2 separate regions of the Mus musculus genome follow, and region 1 is linked to region 2. The links are chromatin contacts, called in public HiChIP or PLAC-seq maps. All regions are on one chromosome and are shown on one strand. The core of a region is the stretch at or near the end of the contact, and the rest is flanking DNA. Distances in the headings are between cores, read along the strand shown.

The links. HiChIP or PLAC-seq counts read pairs in DNA pulled down with a chosen protein or histone mark.
Region 1: a contact with region 2 is called in an H3K4me3 HiChIP or PLAC-seq map of embryonic stem cells, with 15 read pairs. The contact joins the promoter of Sptlc2 here to the enhancer-like site in region 2. A contact is called at or near these places in 6 of 39 promoter capture datasets (the HPC-7 cell line, cranial neural crest, embryonic stem cells and 2 more), 4 of 115 datasets of contacts at active chromatin or transcription factors (the SCID.adh cell line, bone marrow-derived macrophages and embryonic stem cells) and 2 of 9 other capture datasets (adipose tissue and liver).

What each region holds. Positions count from the first base shown.
Region 1 is chr12:87,386,197-87,390,176 of GRCm38.p6, reverse strand. Sptlc2 (serine palmitoyltransferase, long chain base subunit 2) reads left to right here and starts at 1,822. Exons shown (of 12, transcript NM_011479.4): 1 at 1,822-2,131. The coding sequence starts at 2,006. Gm33444 (a long non-coding RNA gene) reads right to left here. Exons shown (of 3, transcript XR_381803.4): 1 at 2,499-3,980.
Region 2 is chr12:87,222,504-87,226,565 of GRCm38.p6, reverse strand. Noxred1 (NADP+ dependent oxidoreductase domain containing 1) reads left to right here. Exons shown (of 8, transcript NM_027744.1): 5 at 1,528-1,708; 6 at 2,257-2,408; 7 at 3,299-3,521. Among named protein-coding and RNA genes, the nearest start is that of Noxred1, 14 kb to the left of the region's middle. Within about 2 kb of position 1,420, at least 20 of the 459 cell types and tissues checked have an H3K27ac peak or open chromatin away from gene starts, as enhancers often do. A contact at or near this core is called in embryonic stem cells, where this site is marked.

The sequences.
Region 1 (3,980 bases), core at 573-3,072, 160 kb before region 2:
TGGAATCAAAGGCATATGCCACCATCACCCATCATCTCTACCTTATTTTTGAGACAGGGTCTTTGCCTGACATTGGAACTCACCAATTCAGTTAGACCAGCTGGCCAGAGAACTCTAGGAACCCTTTCATCTCTGTGTCCTAAGCATGGGGATTTTAACTAGATGCTCAAAATCTGGACTTAACTCCTCTTGTTTTCCTGGTAGTATTTCACTGATTGAGTTACTTATCCCCACCCCATCATGTTTAAGACAGGGACTCCTATATCCCAGGCTAGCTTGGACAGGTTATATATACAAAGATTATCTTGAACATCTACACTCCTGCCTCTACCTCAGGAGTGCTGAGACTGTATCAATGCATTACTATGCTTAGCTTAAAGGCATACAGAGCTTTTTTTTTTTTTTAAAAAAAAAACTTTTAAAAAGGAGATTTTAATTTATGTCTGTGAGTGTCTTGTCTGCATGTATGTATGTGCACCAAGTTTGTGTCTGGTGCCCTGGGAAATCAGAATAAGGCTTTGATTCCTCTGGCACTGGAGTTATAGATAGCTGTGAGCCACCATGTGGGTGCTAGAACCAAATCCAGGTACTCTGGACAAGCAGTGTCCAGTACTTCACTGCTGAGCCATCTCTCCAGGCCCCATAGAGTTCTTTTTGATTCTCGTGTTCACTTTTGAGATCAAAGGGTTTGTGACTTGAAAGTTTTGTCCTTGCTCCACTTGCTGTTAAGAGTACCTCTTCTAAATCAAGCAAAACAAATAACCTTGCCAACGCAGTTCTAAAGCTCCAGGGGAGAAGGGGTTGTGTGACACAGGGATTCACACAGATGCATTCGGCAATTAATAATAACCAGCACTTAATGAATACTTACTAATTGCCAGGTCCTAAGCAAAATACATTACAGGCATTAACTCATTAGATTCTCTTATGGCAACTGTTATTATCCCCCTGAGCAGAGGAACATAGAGGTCACTCAGCTAGTAGGTGAGGCAGCCAGGATTCAAACCTAGACTGAGTCATACTCTTAATTATGACATTGATTTTTTTTTTTATGGGTAACTAAAGGTCTTTGTAATGCTGAAATGTAGATCAATTTCTTTTGCTACTGATTTGGATTAGGTATTGTGATAGGTGTCCAGCGCTTTACTAATGTAATTCTGGCAAATGAGTCCATGAAGCAGGAAGAATTTTAAAAGAACTTGGCTCCTAAAGGAGTTAATTCCTCAAGTTTCAGTTTCAGTTATCACAAGATCTGGAAACAGATCAAGTCTCCTGACTTTCAAGGAAAGTCTTCAAAGGAAATTGCCCTAGGAAAACCCGGATAGAAACAAGTGATGTGCGCGCGAGGCGTTCGCGTAGTTCACAATGAAGAACAGTGAGAGACTGTCAAAAAGGCTATTCTATTAACACCCACAGAGGAATTTGCTAATGAAATAAAGGAGCTGCCTGTCTTGGGCTCGGATTCAACCTGAGAACCTCTCGGGAGGAAGGGCACAGAGGGCAACCACCACCAGTGCTAGAGAACCGGGAACAGGCTCTGGAAATAGGCTCAGCCCCTGTTTCTTTCTCCACACTCTAATTGGCTGTTCCTTTCCGGGCTCCGCCTCCTTCTCAACCTGGACCAGTAGGCGGCAAAGCTCCACCTACGACCTGGCTAGGGCTCCAATCAATTGCTCAGTTCTCGAGTTCCTCTGAAGAAGTCCCCTTGATGTCTGCAAGCCGCTTTTCCCTTGCTCTTAATTCGCCAGAATCAGCATGAGATCCGCCCCTCTCGCCTTTGGATTGGTCAATAGCCGATAGACCCCGCCCCATGTTCCCTCCGGCTGCCGGGCTTCGGCGAGCCCCGTCTTCTCGGGTGGCCCCGCCCTCGCGTGACGGCCGGACCGGGAATTGGCAGCGGCGCTGCAGCCATTTCCGGTTTCGGAGAGGTGGGTGCGGTGCGGAGCGGGAGTTGGCTCCGCCGCCACCTCCAGAGCCTGTCCTGCTGCCGGGTGCTGCCGGGAGGATGCGGCCGGAGCCCGGAGGCTGCTGCTGCCGCCGCCCGATGCGGGCGAACGGCTGCGTCAAGAACGGGGAAGTGAGGAACGGGTACTTGAGGAGCAGCACCGCCACCGTCGCGGCTGCCGGCCAGGTACGATGGGATCGAGAGGCTGGGCGAGATCGGGGCGGTGGGCCGGGACCCCCGCGAGCCGATGCCCGGGCTGGGCCGGGCCGGGCCGGGGAGGACGGGCAGCCGCGCGGGCCGGTCAGTGGCCGGCTGGCGGCTGGGCGCGGCTCAGGTGTGCTGAGCGACGGGGAGCCGGCGCTGGCTGGGCCTCCCCCCTGAGCGGGAGGGAGACTCAAGGGCAGCGCGGGACTCTACAACTATGTGGGGCTCCCTCACCGTGAGGGGCTCCTCGGTTCTGCCCGCTTCTCCAGTTATTCGAGCCTTCCCAGTACTACCCGGCTCCGCAGCGATGAGCTGTGGTTCTCTGCCCTGCGGGGGTCCCAAGGTTTACCTGGTTTCTTAGGTGTGCGGTGTCCCCTAGTTCTGCCTGGCTCTCCAGCCTCCCGGGGCTCCTCAGCCACGCGGGACTCCTGAGGTCTGCCCGGCTCCTCAGCATTTGCTGTTCTGAAGGGCCCTGGAGGCTGGGCTTCCTCTGCAAGTCTCTGGTTCTTAACCATGTGGATCACGCAAAAAAAAAAAAAAAAAAGTGCAGGCCGCTCCTAGTGGGAAGCAGAGGAAATCTTTCCCTCGAAGTCCGGCGATACTTTCTCGGGTTCCTGCCCGGGTCCCCTCGAGTACATGCTTCCTGTAGAGTCTTGCAGCCCCAAAAGGAAGCTGACGCTCTGAGAAAGTTAGGCAGTGCAGTTGTGGAAGCACAACCGGACAGCCTCTTCCTATCACGTTCTGGACTTCCTTTATGGGGAAAACCTTGGCAGGGAACCTCCTCGGGGGTCTTGTCTTGAAAATTGTCCCGTTGTGCGATTGGTGAGACCCCCATCCCACCATCCAGATAGGATTTTAGGTGGCCCCTTCACGGCGCAATAGAGCTATCGTGGAGGGCGTTGCTTAATCCAGTGGTAAGTTGTCATGAGTCCTTGTATTAATTAACTGAAGTTGAATCATCAACCATATCCATGAACTTCTAAACTATCTTACAGAATTCTGAATTCCTAGCAGTATTTTGCTTGTTTCCAGACATGGTTTCTCTGAGTAACAGCCCTCTCAGGCTGTTCTGCTTTGTAGACTAAGCCTGACTTCCAACTTAAAAGAGATCTGCCTTTGCCTCCCAAGAGCAACTAAGACCCCAACACCTGGCTTTCCTGACAGTTTTATTTATTTATTTATTTTCTGAGACAGGGTTTCTCTGTGTAGCCCTGGCTGTCCTGGAACTCACTGTGTTGACCAGGCTGGCCTCGAACTCACAGACCTGCCTCTGCCTCCCAAGTGCTAGGATTCAAGGCATGTGCTACTCTACCCCCTGGCTCCTGGCAGTATTTTTTAAACCAATTATGCAAATATCGGGAAGAATGGTTTTAAAAGTTGCTCGTTCCCCTTAGCAGGAGTGTGATTGGTGTAGTTTTGATAGGTCAGTGACCCTATTTCATCTTCAACATAGATACTAAGCAATAGCAACCTGTCCCCTACCTGAATCAGTAACTCTGATAGATGTGTTAATCCTGTGGTATGAAAGGGTTATCTTCAAGTCTTATGACCCTGGGGGAGAGTTGAGGGTTAGGAGTGGGAGTGCACAGAAAAGACTTGGCCTCCCTTGAGTGTGTAAGGTGTTTAAGAGTCAAAAGATTGCTTTCAAAAAGAATTGTGTGAGAGGAGGTGTGTTAGGAGTCAGTTTGCAGTCTGAGTTTGATATGACTTGTTTGTAATCCCAGCCCTCAGGCAGGTATATCTCTGAGCTCAGGCTGGCCTGGTCTGCATAGTGGGTTCTAGGACAGCAGGGCGATGAGGGACCCTGCCTCCAAAAAACGGGGATGTGGGG
Region 2 (4,062 bases), core at 171-2,670:
TGAGGAAGTGGAGTGAAGAAGGGGCCCAAAGAACATTCTGGGGAGAAGGAAATACTTTACATCTAGGGTAGTGGTTCTCAACTAGTAGGTCATGATCCCTTTGGAGGGGGAATGTCAAACGACTAAGATTATCAGAAAACACAGATATTTACATTGCAATTCACAACAGTGGCAAAATTACAGTTAGGAAGTAGCAACAAAAATAATTTTATGGCCAGATGGCACATGCCTTTAATCCCTGCACTCGGGAGGCAGAGACAGGCAGATCCCTATGAGCTTAAGGCCAGACTGGTCTATAAAGTGAGTTCCAGGACAGCCAGGGCTACACAGAGAAACCAAACCCTATCTCAAAAAACAAAAAATTATACAACAATAACAATAATAATAAATGTATGTATGTATTTATTTATTTATTTATTTGGTTTTTCGAGACAGTGTTTCTCTGTATAGCCCTGGATGTCCTGGAACTCACTTTGTATACCAGGCTGGCCTCGAACTCAGAAATCCACCTGCCTCTGCCTCCCGAGTGCTGAGATTAAAGGCGTGCACCACCACGCCCGGCTATAAATTTTATTGTTTGGGGTCACAAAAACATGAGGAACTGTATTAAAGGGTTGAAGCATTAGGAAGGTTGAGAACTGCTGGTCTAGAGGGAGCTGTGGGCTACATGGATGTATGCCCTTATCAAAACTGTTCAAGCTGTATACTTCAGAGTTCCATGTGGTACTGTATGTAAATTACACTACAATAAAATGCAAAATAACATTGCAAAGCAGTATGCATACTGTAGACAAATTACCCTGGAAGAAAGGATAACCATCCATACTCTTTTTAACCAGGCTATCGTCGTTCCCCCACCCCACCCTTTTTTGAAGTATATTGTATACTGGCTTTTCACCTGATGCATCGGAAGTGCATTTCGTATCATTTAGCATTCTTTAAAATAAAGATTTTTAAGCCCTTTCACTGTCACCCGGCTGGCTTTGAGAGCACTTCCTAGTGTGTCTGACCTTATCAGGGCAGTTTGTGTCGCTGGTGTCTGGGCATTCTGGGGAGGAGATGAGGCAGAGCTACAGTTGTGAGTGCTTTGTGCTTCCCCCGCCCCCTTTACTTTCTTCTCCGGATTTAAGATATATTTCCATGAAAGATTAATCTTATTATAAAAAGGTGATTTTAAGCTCATGTTACATTCCTATTATATGCCCATTAGAGATAAGATTCCAAGCTGGAAGGCGGTGGCACATGCCTCCAAAAATAAAAACATCCAGCATTTGTTCCAAAATCAAAGCAACAGCAATCACATAAGAAGCCCAGTCTCTGCCTCAGTGGTACCAGCTGCTTTCGCAAAGGGGTTATTGGGGAGTGGGGGTGGGGCTTAAGCTCACAGAGGCTTCCAGGAACCAGCGGCTGGTTTCTGTGGCCACGTGACTTAAGCTGCTTCCTGAAACACCCTTACCGCCATCCTCTCCCCACAGCTGATGTGCAGGTCAAACTTCTCTGCATTATTGTGTTCTTTCTCCCTCCCAGGTGAGTTACGGAAACTAGGGGTCCGGTGCGTCTATGACAACGCTGCTGTGGCGAGCTGGGCCAAAGTGTTGTTCCTCTGCTGTCTGCCTGCCCAGCTGCCTAATATCTGCCTAGAAATTCAATCCAAACTCAACAAGCACTGCACCGTGTACAGCTTTGTATCCGCCATTCCGCTACCCAGGTATCTTGTCAGGATGAGAGCGGAACTCATAGCCTCTTGGCCTACCTCTTGGAGTTAGGCATGCTCAGTAATGAGGAGGAGGAGGCAGCTTGACCTGCAGAAAGACCCCGCCAGCCTTTCTAGTTCTGTCTTCCTCCAGTTTTACACAAACAGCACTTGGGGTTTGGATGACTTTCCCTGCCTAAAATATTAATGGCCTGCTGCTTTCCAGTACTCCATTCCCACTTGGGGCATCAATGAGAAGACACCAGAGAACAACATGAGAAGCTACTAAAAATACATGCCAAACATTGGGTTTTTTTGTTTTTGTTTTTGTTTTTGTTTTGTAGTCTTGCATCTAGCCAAGAGCTAGGCACAAGATAACATTCAGTAAATATTAGGTGGATGGTTGAACAATCTAATCAGTGCCCTGAGCGCACAGTGGGCCCATAGCTTGTTGCCTGAGCAGTGGCTTGCAGGGGAGAGTCTGGGGTTTGGCCTGAATTCAGATGCAGTAGATTGGAAAGTCACTTATTCCAGTCTGTATTCCCTGTCTTTGTGGCTTCCAGGTTGAAAAGTTTACTGAACCACACCAATATCCTGAGGCCCCAGTACCAATTTGCTGAGGATTATGACAACATCTGGGGAGAGAATGAGGAGGTCCCAATTGCTCTCCAAGATACAACGATTATCCGGGGTACCTGCCCCTACAATAATCTTGGTAATGGCACAACTGTGTAACTATTTCTGGCATTCTTTCGACAATTACCTTCTCTCTCTCTCTCTCTCTCTCTCTCTCTCTCTCTCTCTCTCTTTCTGTGTGTGTGTGTGTGTGTGTGTGTGTGTGTGTGTGTGTGTGTGTGTGTGTATGTCTGTGTCTGTAAAGCACAAAGCAGATACATTCTTAGTTATTTGAGTTTGGAATGCAAAGAGCTTGGTAAGAAAAAGCAACCTTTGTTGGGCAGAATGGAGTAGCCTAATTTGTGGATCCTTAAGTCTGGGCTAGAAACAACCAGGGGAAATAGCTATGTGAACAAGAGAATGAGCTGGGCTTGGTGGTACATGCCTATAACTCCAGCCTTGGAGAGGAGGAGACAGGAGAATCAGGGTATCGAGACTCTTGGGCTATATAACCAGTTTGAAGGCAGCTAAAACTACATGTGAACCTGTCTCAAAAAAATAAAAAAATTTTAAAAAGATCAAAACCAACCAAAACAAAACAAAGAAAAACAACAAAAAACAAAACAAAACAAAACCCAGGAGAATTCAATGTCTGGGACGAAAAAAAAAAAGACAGGGGGGTGTTCCCTTTAATCTTGCAGTCTTCCCTAGTTCCTCCCTGCTGTGGGCAGGGACCTTTGTCATTAGCCCTGTCTGTCTTAGCCCTATCTGCTTCCCTTTGCTGTGATCAACACACATTGTGCTGTAAAGGGCAAATGGGCCTCTTCCCAGGGAGTAAAGAGTGTCCCTTCATCTCCTGTCATACTGACAACCAATGTAGGAGAGAAGGTGGCTTCACAGTCACTCTCTGGGTTTCTTGAGTCATTTTTTCTTTCAGGTTCCCTGCAACTCACTGTTGCGTGTGCTCATTGTGATTCTCCTCCTGTCTAGGGGGAGTAATCCTTAATGTCAAGTGGATAGAGGGGCTGTGCTATGCCCTCATCAATGCCTGTACGTCAAGGAGCGTGTTTCACTCACAGGTGCTGAAGCTTCTAAACAAACTGCTTCTCCCTATGCACTTAGAAAGCTGCACGACAGACCCAGAATCCTGCCCCCAGTTTAATTTAACAGATTTCATGAGCAAAAGCTACGTCAAAAACTTGTATCAAAAAAGGTAAAGTATCAAACATCTGGACCCCACAGTTTTGTTTTAACCTATGCTGTTTGTTTGTTTGTTTATGGGACAGGGTTTCTCTGTATAGCTCTGGCTGTCCTGGAACTCACTCTGTAGAATAGGTTGGCTTTAAATTCAGAGAATCTGCCTGCCTTTGCCTCCCAAGTCTTAGGATTAAAGGCCTGCAGCACCACTGCCCAGTAACATATACTTTTTTTTTAATTTTAAAGATTTATTTCTTTATTATATGTAAGTACACTGTGGCTGTCTTCAGACACCCCAGAAGAGGGCATCAGATCTCATTACAGATGGTTATGAGCCACCATGTGGTTGCTGGGATTTGAACTCAGGACCTTGCAAGAGCTGTCAATGCTCTTACTCGCTGAGCCATCTCTCCAGCCAGTAACAGATACTTAAAAAAAAAAAATTTCTTTCTGAGGGGACTTATAGAGACCAGAGATAAACCTGTAGGAGTCAGGATTCTCTTTTCACCATGTGGATTCTGGGATCAAACTCAGGTTGTCAGCTTGGCCACAAGCTC